Regions from separate parts of the Ovis aries genome. Here region 1 is linked to region 2. A link is a contact called in public Hi-C data. All regions are on one chromosome and are shown on one strand. Each heading gives the region's core, a stretch centred on a gene start, on an enhancer-like site or on the middle of the called end of the contact. The rest is flanking DNA. Distances are from core to core; before and after follow the strand shown.

What was found. A called contact is a pair of places that touch in the nucleus more often than the background predicts.
Region 1: a contact with region 2 is called in a Hi-C map of liver, with 1.9 times the contacts expected there. The contact joins two enhancer-like sites. A contact is called at or near these places in 4 of 16 Hi-C or Micro-C datasets (hypothalamus, liver and tail adipose tissue).

Annotation. Positions count from the first base shown.
Region 1 is chr3:222,422,418-222,425,117 of ARS-UI_Ramb_v3.0, reverse strand. It overlaps CDPF1 (cysteine rich DPF motif domain containing 1), which reads left to right. Exons shown (of 4, transcript XM_004007051.5): 4 at 1,822-2,388. The coding sequence ends at 1,968. It overlaps PPARA (peroxisome proliferator activated receptor alpha), which reads right to left. Exons shown (of 8, transcript XM_042247880.1): 8 at 2,559-2,700. Among named protein-coding and RNA genes, the nearest start is that of CDPF1, 7.5 kb to the left of the region's middle. Within about 2 kb of position 1,272, at least 5 of the 54 cell types and tissues checked have an H3K27ac peak or open chromatin away from gene starts, as enhancers often do. A contact at or near this core is called in liver, where this site is marked.
Region 2 is chr3:222,333,865-222,336,564 of ARS-UI_Ramb_v3.0, reverse strand. No RefSeq gene overlaps it. Among named protein-coding and RNA genes, the nearest start is that of MIRLET7B, 13 kb to the right of the region's middle. Within about 2 kb of position 1,439, at least 20 of the 54 cell types and tissues checked have an H3K27ac peak or open chromatin away from gene starts, as enhancers often do. A contact at or near this core is called in liver, where this site is marked.

The DNA.
Region 1 (2,700 bases), core at 23-2,522, 89 kb before region 2:
CCCTCACGGTCACTTGGCGGGGGCAGCTGCTCTGCCTCATCATGGGTGGGTCCCTGCAGCCAACAGAGGGCTTGGGGACAGGCAGGCTGGGGTCAGTTTGAGGGTCTCAGTGGGCGTTGAGGAGAGATTCTTGGAGGCTCTGCACCGCCCCCCCAACCCCTTAGCCCCTAATCGCCTCCCCTCCCCCACCAAGTGCAGCTGGCATTGTGCTCTTCCCTCCGTGGGACTGTAGCCTTCTTTCTAATTGTCCTCCAGGGCCCCTCCAGAGGAAGGGGCGTTTTTTTCTGGAGCATTTGTTGTGTGCTAGACCCTGTGCTTGGGACGTGTGTTGCCAGCAATGCCTTCTTTATTCCTATCCCAGCCCTAGTTAGGCAGAGCAGTGCTGCACCCATTTTACAGGTGAGGAGACTGAGATTTGGAGAGGTGGAGTTTGCCCAGTTCACTGGGCCAGCTGAGCCTGTTGTGTGAAAACCCGAGGACGGATGGAAGTGCAGCTGTGTAGACCCTTACCCCAAGTGACTCTGCAGCCCAAGCATCCCTGAGTATTCTGGCTGGGGGCTGAGGGCCAGCAGCGGAGCGGCAGGGGGGCTGTGTCACAGAGCAGATTGGGACAGCCAGTCTCCATCCATCAGAAGTCAAGGTGATGAGACTGGCAGGTGGGAGGAAGCCTCAGCTCAGGCAAAGGCCCAGAGGGAGCCGCTCCACTGTGGGGCCATGTGAGGAGACGGGCAGCTGGCGCCGCGGAGGCCCTGTGTGGACGGGACGCAGCGGGAGTCGGGAGTGGGGCCAGGCGGGGGAAGCCAGGACTGCCGCCCTGGGAGTTCGGGCCGCACTTGGTGACAGAGGGGATGGGCCCCCGTGTGGCGTCAGATCTCCACAGTTGTCTTGGTTGAGGCAGAGCCTAAGTTCCTGGAAGGAAGGGACCCCGATACACGGGACAGATGAGACAAACAGCCCGGCCCAGTGGCGCTGGCTGGGGGGGCACAGCTGTGGTCCTCAGCGCAGGACCTGTTGGGTCCCCTGCATAAGTCGCAGCTCCCACCATCACATCTACATCCCCGTTGGTGGGAAGGGACAGGAGCGCACACGCCTGTTCCTTCAGAGAGCTTGACCAGGAGGTGGCACACAGCTGTGGTGACGCCGCTGAGCAGACTCAGCCACGTGGCCACACCTGGCTGCAGGGCAGCTGGGAGGCAGGCCCGGGCCCTGCGCCGGACGGAAATCAGTGCAGCGTTAGTGGGTGCCACGCTCGCCACTGTACGTGGTGGAGCAGTTCTGACCTCCTGCCCAGACCAGCCACTCAGCGGTGGCCTCCGGCTCTGTGGGCCATCCCTCCCATCCCCGGCTGCTCCTAGCACCGGTGTCACCGAGCCCGTCTCACCGCCGTGATAGCCAGGAGAGGGAGGGACCTCGGGTTTCCAGCCCGCTGGGCCGGGCTTGTGCTCAGCCTTGGCCCGCAGTGGAGCCCTGCCCTGCAGAAGCCGGGCTGCACCGTCTCCTGGCCGCCTTCACGGGTCTCACCCAACCAGTCCCACGGCCTGCGGGCTCCGGCCCTGGCTCTTTTGCCCCCACTGCCCTCTCAGAAGCCCACCGGCTCTTCTCTTAGATGAGGACCACCCTCCTGGAGGTGGGCAGCCAGGCCCCTGCGCCCCACTCTCCCTCTCGCTGTCTGGCTCTGGCCACACCCCCCAGCTCCTCTCTGATGTGTGTATCTGGGGGCCTTGCCTCACCCCGCTGCCCTGCCTGCAGTGAAGGGCTGCCCTCTGGGAGATGTTGCACTGGGCTTCTTGTGGCACTCAGCACTCCCCTCCCTTCTTTCAGGAATGCAGTTTATTCTACTCGAAGAGATTTTGCCTCCCCTGTGTCCAGGACAACGTGGATGCTTTCCCTCAGGAAATTCAGCAAGACTTGGAGAAAAGGAAAGTCCCCTCCACGAGGCCTGCCAGCCAGCGCAGTTCTCAACCATGAGTGCAGTCTGGTACCAGGGCCGCAGCGGTGCCCACCCAGGGCTCGTGGCCACGCGGGCTTCCATGGCCCAAGTCAGAGACGGGGCCGAGATGGAGCCGCTGTGCCGGCCTTCTCTCTGGGCCGTGGGAGCCATGTCTGGAGCCCAGGGGGCTGGGGTCTGCCTGCAGCAACACCAGGGTCAGGTGCCGGCCGAGACGGCGCCCACAGGCAGACCCCAGACGCCCGCGCTCAGGGACCGCAGCCTCACAGCCCCCACCTTAGCAGCTGGTGAGACGCTGACGTGGGCTCGCCGTGTGGCCCCAGTCCTTAGTGGGTAGAACTGCTCCGTCCGATTGTATAATTTCTGCAGGGCCAGCGCACATTGCCTGGGGGTGATAGAGACATGTCTGATGAGGGGACGAATAAAGAGCTTTCACTGACGATGTTGGTGCTGGGTCTTGTCTTCTGGGCCGCACTGTCCCAGGTCCACTCTGTTACTGGACCCTCACAGGTGGAGACAACCTCAGGCTTGGGTTCAGGCAGACCTATAGTTGGTACTGGTTTTTCCAGCCAGGGAGTTCATCTCACAGCATCACTCAAAACTCCCCAAATAATCTTTAAAAATAGTTTATTTTTTAAAACCATTAAGGCAATACTGTACCCTGAAATTAACTCTTTACATTCATCAGTCTTACAGTAGGACATTCCAAACATGTAAGTTCCCATCAGTTCAGGATAGAAATTAACATACAT
Region 2 (2,700 bases), core at 190-2,689:
TGCCTTGGGAGCTGACCTGGGCTGACTGGCTCTCGGCCGAGCCGTGCCTCTGCATTTAGCACCGGAGCCGAGTCGTACAAAGTGGGGTGTGGGAGCGGGCACCTCCTGTCCTCTGCCTGCACTGATGGAGGAGCCGGGGGGCACCTCTCCACCACCAGGGCCCCTCCGGTTGCTGACCACCAGCCCCAGGCCTGGCCAAGAGCCCTTCCAGCTCTGACAGGCTCTGGCAGGAGTCTTCTCATTTTTTAATATGATTTTTATTTATTCATTGCTGGCTGTGCTGGGTCTTCATTGCTGGGCAGCCCTTTCTCTAGTTGCAGGGGCTCCTCTAGCTGGGGATCACGGGCGCTGGGGCGAGTGGGCTTCAGCGGCTGCGGCTCCTGGGCTCGGAAGTCGTGGGGCGCGGGCTTAGTCGCTCTGCAGCACGTGGGACCTTCCCAGATCACAAATCGAACCCGTGTCTCCGGCATCGGCTGGCAGATTCATTACCACTGAGCCACCAGGGAAGCCCTGGTCAGGAGTCTTGGGGCTGGCGCCAGCTCAGGGTGAGAAAACGGCCGTCAGGGATATGTGGGTGGCTGGGGGCAGCCGGCCTGGACTGGCTACCTCGCTCCCAGTCCTCAGCACTGAGTGAATGAGTGGCTCTGCGGGAGACTGGAGGCCGTGCCGCAGGGAGGACCCCGTGAGGGGTGAGCAGGTGGGCGCCCCTGGGCCTCTGCCCAGCCTGGTTTGCGTATCAAGGCTGAACCTTCTGCTGCCCACCCTGCCCCCCTCACCAGACAGGGCACTCACTCAGTCGTGGCCTGGAGGGTGGCTGTGCCACGCTGCCCCTGGGTCCCTCGGGGACCCTGGTGAAGGTGCCCATCTGCAGCGAACTGCTCGCCCTGGCTGAGAGCAGGCTGGGCTACGGGCCCAGGGCCCAGGTCACGAAGGGCAGCTCAGGCTGTGGGTGAGACAGGCCGCCAGGCCCCCATGGGCTGCAGGACTCTTGGTTCCTGGCCTGAAGAATGGGCGGACATGAGCAGTGCCCACCTGGTGGCTGCCAGAGGTGCCCTGGGGGTCCCGTGGAGCCCTGAGTGGCCAGAGAGAAGCAGGACAATCAGCACCGTGCCTCCCCTGCCCTCCCGGAGGTTATGGCCAGGACCACGCTGGCCTGGCCTCCAGGGCGCTGCTCCCTGGCCCCTGGCCACCGCGCTGGGCTGAGCGCTCTGACAGGCTCAGGGGCACAGACGGGAAGTTCCCATTTCCTCCGCAGGTCAAGGTCACTCACTGCAAGGGCCCTCACGAAGCCCATGTCCTCCCGGCACTGATCTCAGTGTCGGTCCCAGGAGCAGCAGCTCGGCTCTGCCCGCCAAGCCACTGCCACCCCCGACCCCGCGGAGCCGGCTCCACCCCGGCCAGGGAGCACACACAGCCGGGCTCGCTGAGCCGTGACTCACTGCTGGGGAAGGGGGGGCAGCTTCCCATGGCGCAGGGGTGGGGCGGGCAAGGCCTGGGCTTCTCCGCCTTTGCAGTGGAGCCAGCTGGAGGAGCGGGGCACGTGGAGGAAAGCAGTCCGCAGAAACAGGGGCCGAGCCCCGGGGATGCCCTTTGAACCAGCCCTGCCTGGCGCTGGTCCAGTTCTTGGATTTTTCCTTACATAAGGCAGTAAGTCCGTCTCTAGGCCTAAGCTGGTTTGGCGTGGGTTTCTTTCACCTGCAACTAAATCTTCCGGATTAATTCTGAGACTGACTCTAGAAAGGACCTGCCCTTTTGGACATGAGGGGCCCCGGCTTCCACAGGGAGTCCGTGGCCCTTCCATCCCAGCAGCATATCACACGGCAACTCCCACAGGCCCCCACAGCACACAGCACACATACACAGCAAGGCCCCTACGCATGGACCTCCCGGCTGTGAACGTGCGTCTGTGCACACACTCGCGTCCTGCGTGAGGGAAACGGCAGCTTGCCCTCCGTCTCCCGTTGCTCACAGCCCTGCAGCTCCGCCGCCTCCCACCTCCTCTCCCTGCTCTGGTCAGGAGCTCCTTTCGCCTGCTCACGTGACGCCAGTCCCTGTGTGCCAGCTGTAGTGCTGGGCTACCGTACTTTTCAGGGTACTGTGCTATGAGATTAAAAGCTTCTTTAATTTTGTTTTTCTGTCTAATTCGTGTGAAAAGTATTATAAACCTATTACAGTAGAGTATTCTGAGTAGAGTATTCTGGAGTACGAATGGGCAGCTCACTCCAGTGTTCTTGCCGGGATGACCCCATGGACAGAGGAGCCTGGCGGGCTACAGCTCATGGGATCTCAAAGAGTCGGACACGACTGAGTGACTGAGCGTGCTCACACACGGCACAGTCCTGTACACCTGCTCGTGTTAGTGGGGTAGCTAAGCTAACTTTGTTGGACTTTCAAGCCAGCTGGACTCAGAACGGAACTTGTTTGTATATGGGAGATTACTGCACAGTCAGAGTGTGAACGAGGGGGCTTCTCATTCCTGTCCCTACTTCGTAGCTGGCAAACTCCTATTCATCCTACAAAACCCCACTCAGGACTTATCTGAACCAGGAAGCTCTCTGTGAACTCTCCCTCCGCCGACCCACCTCTGCTCTGTGGCCCTCCCTCCTTCCCTGTGCCTCCAAGGCCCTCAGCATTGTCCCTTTAATCCTCAAGTACAGCCAGTGCCTGTTCCGAGCCTGTCTCCCAGCTGGAAAGGACTGA